Regions from separate parts of the Mus musculus genome. Here region 1 is linked to region 2. A link is a contact called in public HiChIP or PLAC-seq data. All regions are on one chromosome and are shown on one strand. Each heading gives the region's core, a stretch centred on a gene start, on an enhancer-like site or on the middle of the called end of the contact. The rest is flanking DNA. Distances are from core to core; before and after follow the strand shown. Region 1 has its middle 28 kb from the start of Nfkbia. Region 2 has its middle 3.3 kb from the start of Gm24296.

Evidence for each region. HiChIP or PLAC-seq counts read pairs in DNA pulled down with a chosen protein or histone mark.
Region 1: an H3K4me3 HiChIP or PLAC-seq map of bone marrow-derived macrophages shows a contact between it and region 2, with 5 times the contacts expected there. The contact joins two enhancer-like sites. A contact is called at or near these places in 2 of 39 promoter capture datasets (the C10 cell line and pre-B cells) and 2 of 115 datasets of contacts at active chromatin or transcription factors (bone marrow-derived macrophages and embryonic stem cells).

What each region holds. Positions count from the first base shown.
Region 1 is chr12:55,463,114-55,466,970 of GRCm38.p6, forward strand. No RefSeq gene overlaps it. Among named protein-coding and RNA genes, the nearest start is that of Nfkbia, 28 kb to the right of the region's middle. Within about 2 kb of position 2,153, at least 320 of the 459 cell types and tissues checked have an H3K27ac peak or open chromatin away from gene starts, as enhancers often do. A contact at or near this core is called in bone marrow-derived macrophages, where this site is marked.
Region 2 is chr12:54,991,895-54,995,577 of GRCm38.p6, forward strand. It overlaps a transcript of Baz1a not described here. Among named protein-coding and RNA genes, the nearest start is that of Gm24296, 3.3 kb to the right of the region's middle. Within about 2 kb of position 1,552, at least 95 of the 459 cell types and tissues checked have an H3K27ac peak or open chromatin away from gene starts, as enhancers often do. A contact at or near this core is called in bone marrow-derived macrophages, where this site is marked.

The DNA.
Region 1 (3,857 bases), core at 903-3,402, 470 kb after region 2:
CCAATCAAAGACTTTTTCAGTGAGATGTGGAGATATTACTGAAGCCAGGAGTCAAGACACTGCACTTGAGGCAGTCGACTCTCCATCCCTCTTAAGGGAAAGAGGCAAAGCAAAAGATGGCTGCAGCTTAGTGGGAAATAGAAACAGGTGGAACCATGGCTGTACCACCCACTGGGAAGCAACTGTGCAGGAAAATGCCGTCTTGGAAAGACAGGGCAGGCTGCAGACGGAGTCGTAAATGCTTTAGTAGTCACATTTAAGAAACAGGTAAGTAAAAAGGTATACAGAGCGTGATGGCACATCCTTGTACCCCTAGCACACAGGAAGTGAGGAGGCATGGGGATCAGGAGTTCAAGGACAGCCAGGGCTACAAAACCCTACTGAACAGAATGAAATAAACAATTGAAAAATAGGTAGGAGGGTTGGAGAGAGGGCTCAGTGGTTAAGAGCACTTGCTGTACAATCGTGAGGACAGGTGGCAAGTGTGTGCTCATCACTCCAGGGCTGGAGACAGGAAGATGCCATGGGCTTGCTGGCTTCCAGCCTAACCATGCCCCAGGTTTGCACATGCACACACACTCACACACACACTCATACACACACTCGCACACACTCACACTCACACATGCACACTCACACACAAACTCACATGCACACACACACTCACACCTACACACACAAACAATAAACCTTTACAACAGAAAAAGGGAAAACTAACTTTAATAAAAACTCCAAAACATGCTTTTTTAATCATATAATTGAAAAAATATTTTTATTAATTTTTACACTCTGTTTTTTTGTTTGTTTTTTATTTTAGTTTTTGGGGAGAAAAGGTCACAAGTAGCTACACTCCTCTTTTGTTCTTACTAAGCCTTTGAAGCCCAGCACATATGATAGCCTACTTTATTTCAGACTGTTCACATTTCAAGGAGTGGGCTGGGGATGTAGCTGTGTGGTTGAGCAGTTGCCTAGCAGCAAGGCCCTGGGAAGGGAGAGAGAGAGAGATAGTAATCTAAGCGGTGGGCACCAGGGTTTTGTTGTTGCTGTTTTTCCGAGCTGGACTCACTGTGTAGCCAACGACTGCCTGGAATTCCGGGCGCAGGCCGGCCTACGAGCTTGCTGTGCTCTTTAGCCTGCAGCTGGTCCTGCTACACAGATCTGCAGTTCCAGCTCTGAGCCTCCCTCCTCTATTCGTTTCCCCTCCCCTCCATCCTTCCTGTCGCTCCTATTTCATGTCTTATTTTTTGATTCCTTAGGAATTGAGACAGACGTTCACCTGCCAACACTCTTCAGCTTCCCACAGATGTGTCTGAGGAAACCCAAGGTGAGCTGTCTGTCTCCACAGAGCGCAAGGGGAGGGCTTGACAGGCCCTTTCTCCTTTGTTGGCAGCATTCCTGGCAGTTGCCAAGACTTGCCAGGTTTTCACAGCAGTTTCACTTTGCCCTGGACGTAGGCTAGTGGCCAATAGGCTCTTCTTCCTTCAAGAGTCGCTGGGCATGAAGTTAATTTGATACCCAAAGTAGGAGGTCTCACAGGATTATTCACGGAAGAGGCTGCGTGTCTCTGAGTGTCCTGGAAAACTGCTTCAGCGGAAGAAAGCCTCAAGAGGAAGGCTCTGAGATGAAAGGGACAGTTAGTTTTCAGACCCAAATTTACCAGAAGTCATTTCTTCTTTATTTGCATTTCCTCTCCTTATCAAACAAAGTAACACACCCACATATGTCCAAACACACACCTGCGCATGCATTCGCAATCGAGAGAACACACACACACACACACACACACACACACACACACACACACACACACACACATGCACGCACTCGTCACACGGTGGTTTGTGCAGTTGCTATGAGCTCAGTTGCTATGATCTGTGGGGCTGGGCACGCCAGGCTTCCCGGACTGACGACAACGGGAGGCACTGGGAATTTCTCAAATGTTCACAAGAATGTGGAGAAGGAGCTCTGAGTAATCGCGATTGCGATTCTTTGAATTTCTTGTGGGAAAATGTCATGTCAATTTCCTTTTAGAGACAGCAGTCTTTGAAAGCAGTTTTGCCTGAAGAGCTTTTGTTTTATTTGTTTTGGTGTAAAAGCTCAGCTGTGGGAGGCCCCACCAAGGAGAAGTCATGCAGCTGGAGTGGCAGGGGCCACCTGTCCTGGAAACACAGCAAACTTGAGTTCTGAGTACGATCTGCTTGGCTGTGCAGTCTGGCCATTGGTATGATCAGCCTAATTAAACTGCTTATGTCTTTATTGCCCTTGTGCCTCAGAGACCCAACCTTTGGTGTCCACCCCCTTCTTCTGAGTATCTAGATGGCAGAACCTGAAAGGTGATCTATATGCCACCAGGGTAGGCCAAGGACCGTTCTTTACCCAATCCTAGCTGTCATGCCATCTGCTTTCCTGGGAGCGTCTCAGGTGCCACATGCTCTCTGACTTTCAGTTTCCATCTGCCAGGCTGACCATTATGAGCTGTGGTTTACACAGAAGGTAAAGAAAGAAAAAGGAAAATAGTAAAAACGCCACACCAACCACGCCAAACAGAGCCCGAGGGGCTTTCTCCCACTCTCTGTGGTCCGTGCAAGCTGTGACGGGCAGCAGGTCCGCCAGCCACAGTGCCCCGCCCAACGGAGCACCCAAAGCAGGAAGAGTGGGGAGGTGGAGATGCTGTAGCCACGGTGCCTGCAGTAGCCTCCACCCACTCTTTCAGAGCAGCTTGACCACGGACAGGCTGACCGAGTACAGCTTGACCGAGGTCCACGGGTGGCTGCTCACCCATCCTACCCAGCACGCCCGGCCCTGCTGGCTTCTCCTGGGTTTTTGGCATCTGCCATTACACATTTTTTTTTTTTAAAGGAGCACAATAATACTAAAACAATAATAGAAAGACTCTTTTCAGGGCCTCAACAAACACCAGAAATTTATTATTCTAGAAAAGATCTAGATACAGGGGATTGCTCTTTTCTCTTGGAAGGAGGCGGATGGACCCACATCCATGAGACATAGATCTCTTTGCCCTCCCCTGGGAACCAGACCCCTCCTGGCAGCCATTCTAGACCCATTCCCTCCCCAGGAAGGAAGAATGCATGGAACAGTGTAAGCTCTTGGGATCTAACCCCTTGCCAATTCTTTTTCTCTGTTGTTCATTCAGTCATCAAATCCATTGTTAAAACTCCCAGGGCTGGGGAGAGAGAGCCGGCTGCGCTTGACAGCAGGAAAGGCCCATCTCCTGCACAGGTCGCTTTCTTCTCATGTTGAAGGAGGCAGAGAGCCCTCCTTTAAAAAGCGCCTACAGAGCAGTTTCACCCTTTGTGAAAGAGCTTTGGCAAGCCGTGGGTTGAGTCACAGCCATGGTGACACACAGCACATGACTTCAAATTGCCCAGAAGTATGAATGGCTCCTGGCCTGTGCCTCCCCACCCTGAGGGGCTCAGAGTGAGCAGCTGCATCAGTTCAGAATGAGCAAACCACAGATTCCCATTGCTTGCTGAAGGCATCAGTCAGCCGCTGGGTTGCAGGGCCCTGCCAGGTACTTTGAATGGTGTGTGGTTTCATCTAAGCAGAGCATCTTTTTTGAAAGGTGCAGCCAGCTGCTCTGTGGGTCTTTTGAATGGGTAGAAAACTGAAGGGTGTTCTCACTTGCAACTGCAGACATCAGCCCGGCTCCAGCAGCTTGCTGGCACATTTGAAGCTTGACCCTGGAGGAGCACGGCTCTCTCGTTTGGACACTAGCTGAGAGTCTGCCTCAGATCACGCTCCAGAACCTGACAAGCTTTGGGGTCCAGAGTGAGCCACAGTGCATATCTGCCCAGCCCATATCTGGATGTGGAGCAGAAGTAGGAAGAGACAGTGGG
Region 2 (3,683 bases), core at 302-2,801:
CATGTGGCAACACATATATTCAGAGACTACATGGTAACAAAGGAGAGGCACAAAGCAGCTGAATTCAGAATCTAGCCCTGAATATAGTTTGTAAATTCTAACCTTAGAACTCCACATGAAGCATGCTAATCCCTCAAGCTCCTGGGAATGAAAACTCTTAGCGTTTCTCCCTTTTATGTTGGTATCCTCTCTAGAACCTGCAAGTCTTGCCACCACTGTGATTTCGATTGTCTTAATGTTTGGTTCAAATGCCTATGTCTTCCTTCCTAAGCATAATTGAGATTCACTTTTCCAGTTATATTTCTCTTCACAGGCTGAAAGTTTTACCTCAGGCTACCAGTTGGCTGCTTTTCTATACCTTTGTAGCCTTTACATTGCCTGGCCTTTAGAATCTAGTTCACCTATTTGACCAACTTATCTTTCCCAAGTCAAGTACAAATATCAAACCTCCCCATATATATATATTTTTTTTAACTTAAAAAACAGATTTTGTGTTTGTTTGTTTTACACGTGAGTGTTTGCCTACATGTATGTGTGCCGCTTGCGGACAATGCCTGTGGAAGCCAGAAGAGGGTGTCGGAGCCACTAGAGTGGGGTTACAGATGACTGCTAGTAACGAATGGATGCTAGGAAACTAATATGGATCCTCCGAAAGAACAGCAAGTGCTTTAACCACTGAGCCATCTCTCCAGCTCCAAACTTTCCAAGATTAAATATTTTGCCTGTTTCAAACTTAAAATAAGAACCTCGTACTTAGTTCTAGTGTGCTAGGCAGAGTAAAGCCTCCAGAGGTGCCCATGCCTGTATGTTAGTTTATACAAGAAACTCACAGACATAATTAAGGTTAAGGGCCTTGAGGTGGGCCGATTGCCTTGTGCTCCTCAGTTGTGTCTAACCTAACTATAGGAGTTCTTAAAAGCAGACACTTCCCAACTATGCTTATTATTATTATCATCATCATCATCATTATTATTATTAGATGTACTCCTGGGGGGAACCAGAGCCTACCACATGTAGGTAAGCACTTCACTGCTGAGCCATAGCCCCAGTCCCTGACTGAGGATGATTGCACAAAAGTCAGAGACATGTGGCACTGCTGGTTTTGGATGAAGAAACTGGGTCAAAAGCCAAGGAATGTGGTTATCTCTAGTCAAGGTTTCCACAACTGGGCTACATCCCCCAGCCCTTGTGGTTGTCTCTAGAAGCTAGACGGGGCAAGATTATCCCCTAGAAAGGTCCAAAAGGTGTACAGCCCTTCTGTACCTTTATTTTAACCTGCTGAAACTTAGTTTCGGCCCCCGACTTAACTAAGTTTATGGTAGTTATATAAATTTACACTGGCAATATAACATTAAAAGACCCAGTTTAGAGTCTGGAAGTATTTGCAAGCCTCTCGGATGCTTAATGCTGATTTCTCTTGCCATTCGTGTTTTGTATACAGCTATGCAAGCAGCTTTCAGCTATTTGGTATTTCATTGCCGCCCAGATCATGAGATCAGAGGTGGGACTTTTTGTCCCCACTTGTGCAGTCACGCCCATATTCAAACTTTAGATTCGGAAGCTTTTTGGTTTATAGTTGTTCCGCCTGTACAATCATACACGTGCAAGTTGGCATGCATACAGTCAGAGAATGATTATAAAGGCACAAAAACGTCTCCCTGATGAGATTCCATCTCCTCACACCCCCGTGGGGAATCTCACGCCCACCAAACACCTTTCTCTAAATAGCAGCTTCTTCACCACAGGGATCTATGCCCCAGGCTCTGAACTAGTGCAGGTCTGTTTTACAGGGGAGGGGAGGACGAAGCCTGTTGGCCTTTCTCCTCCTTCTTCCTTCTCGACCCATACTTTCAGAAGGAGATCTGTGATCCTTCCCCATTCTCTGCATTTGTGGTGTCTTTACCTACCCTCTGTACTTCCTTTTTTGCTACTGAAACCACCCTCGATTCTGACTCCTAACTGACAAATCCAATACACTGTGCCCAGGGAAGACATCAGCCCACTCCTTCCCATTCTCTCTACCCCGGCCTCAGTGATCCACTCTTCTCCCTGAAAGATTCTGAATCTGCCTGGTATCAGCCTGTTCACTGCGCCCTGATGTGCGCCAGCTCCCTGCTATCTCTTCCCTTGTCTCTCCTCAGAGAAGCCCTTCCTAAATCTGCCTCCCCACCCCGATCCTGAGTACAATATCTGTACCCGTTCTCACTGAACATGAGCACATCCAGGGTGTTCTTTATTTTCTTGGGGACCCTGTTTCGGTTTCCTGAAGACTTACGATGAGTGACTCTCAAAACTGACGTCACCAAGATGCGTCTGGGGGTAGTGGGTACTGGATCTGGCAGAGCCGTCAAGGCAGGGAAACTACTGGAGAAGAGGAGGTAGAAGCTTAATCACAAAATGAGCCTACTGCAGCCCTCCCTTGTGGGCTCTCACTCCTTGAAGCCCCCAGTTACCTGCTGCCAGCTGTACTCTGCAACTGACAGCATGTCATGACTCTTTCCAGAACAGAGACTGCATGGCATTAATTATGATGTATCACCATACGTATTATTGTTTATGTTATGGTGCCGTCTCTATAAATTAAACTTCATCCTCATATGACTGTGTAGGTGACTGTGTAGGTGACGCTAAGAGAAGAAGCAAAGCAATGATTCCAAGATTTCAGGCCTGGGAGTCTAGAATAGCAAGTAACAGCATTGGCAGAAATGGGGTGATCAAGAATAGACTAGGAATGGGAGGGAGCTGAAATACTGCGCTATGGACTGTGGTGGCTCCTGCCTTACAATCCTAACATCCTGAGGCAGGTGGATCATGTGCCTTCAAAGCCAGGCTGGGCTACAGAGTAACCCTTGTCTCAAAAACTTTAATAACAACAACAATAATAAATATATTATTAAATTGTTCCCAGAAATAGGAAATAAGGATGTCCTGAAGTTGATAGATTTACATGATATCTGCCCATTAGTCAAATCTGTTTATACTCTTTCCTTTCTTCAAGTAACCACTCACACAGCCAAGTGCCCACCTACTCATGGTGTTCAACAAAGCTATGAGGTACCTTTGTGATCATTTCTAGATATTACCAAAAAGCTGCTGCCTAGTCTAGGGTCTTCGCCGACCCTCTGCTTGTCTTTGAAGGCATCCTACACTGGCTCTGTTGAGTGTTGCCCCTCAGCAGGTTTTCTAGACAATCTCTTTCCCACTTTCCTGAAGTCTCTGACCAGAGTTCCTTCTCTTTTAGCTCTAACCTTTACTCTCAGCAATCACTTACCTCCTGCTTTATTTACAGAGTCCAGGCCATGTCGCATGACCTCTGTTTTCAATGCAAATTCCCCATTTTTCTCCTTCCCAAGAATTTAATATGCTCTGTCATAGTTAGCTTCAATGGTCACCCTGGCACATTGGGATTAGGGAAGCTGCTCAATTGCCCATAGGTCAGTCCTCCATTGGATTGACCTGTGGACATGTCTATAGAGCATTTTCTTGATTGCAAATTGATGTAAGAAGTCTCAGCTCACTGTGGGTAGTGTCACTCAGGCAGGTGGCCCTGGGCTGTATAAGGAAAATAACTAAGAGACTGAAGGGAGCTTCTGGCCGTGGCATTTATCACAGCAACAGACAACAAGCTAGAACATGTACCTTTGACATGTTTTGTCCACCTTAGATCCTTCCTTACTCCTGGA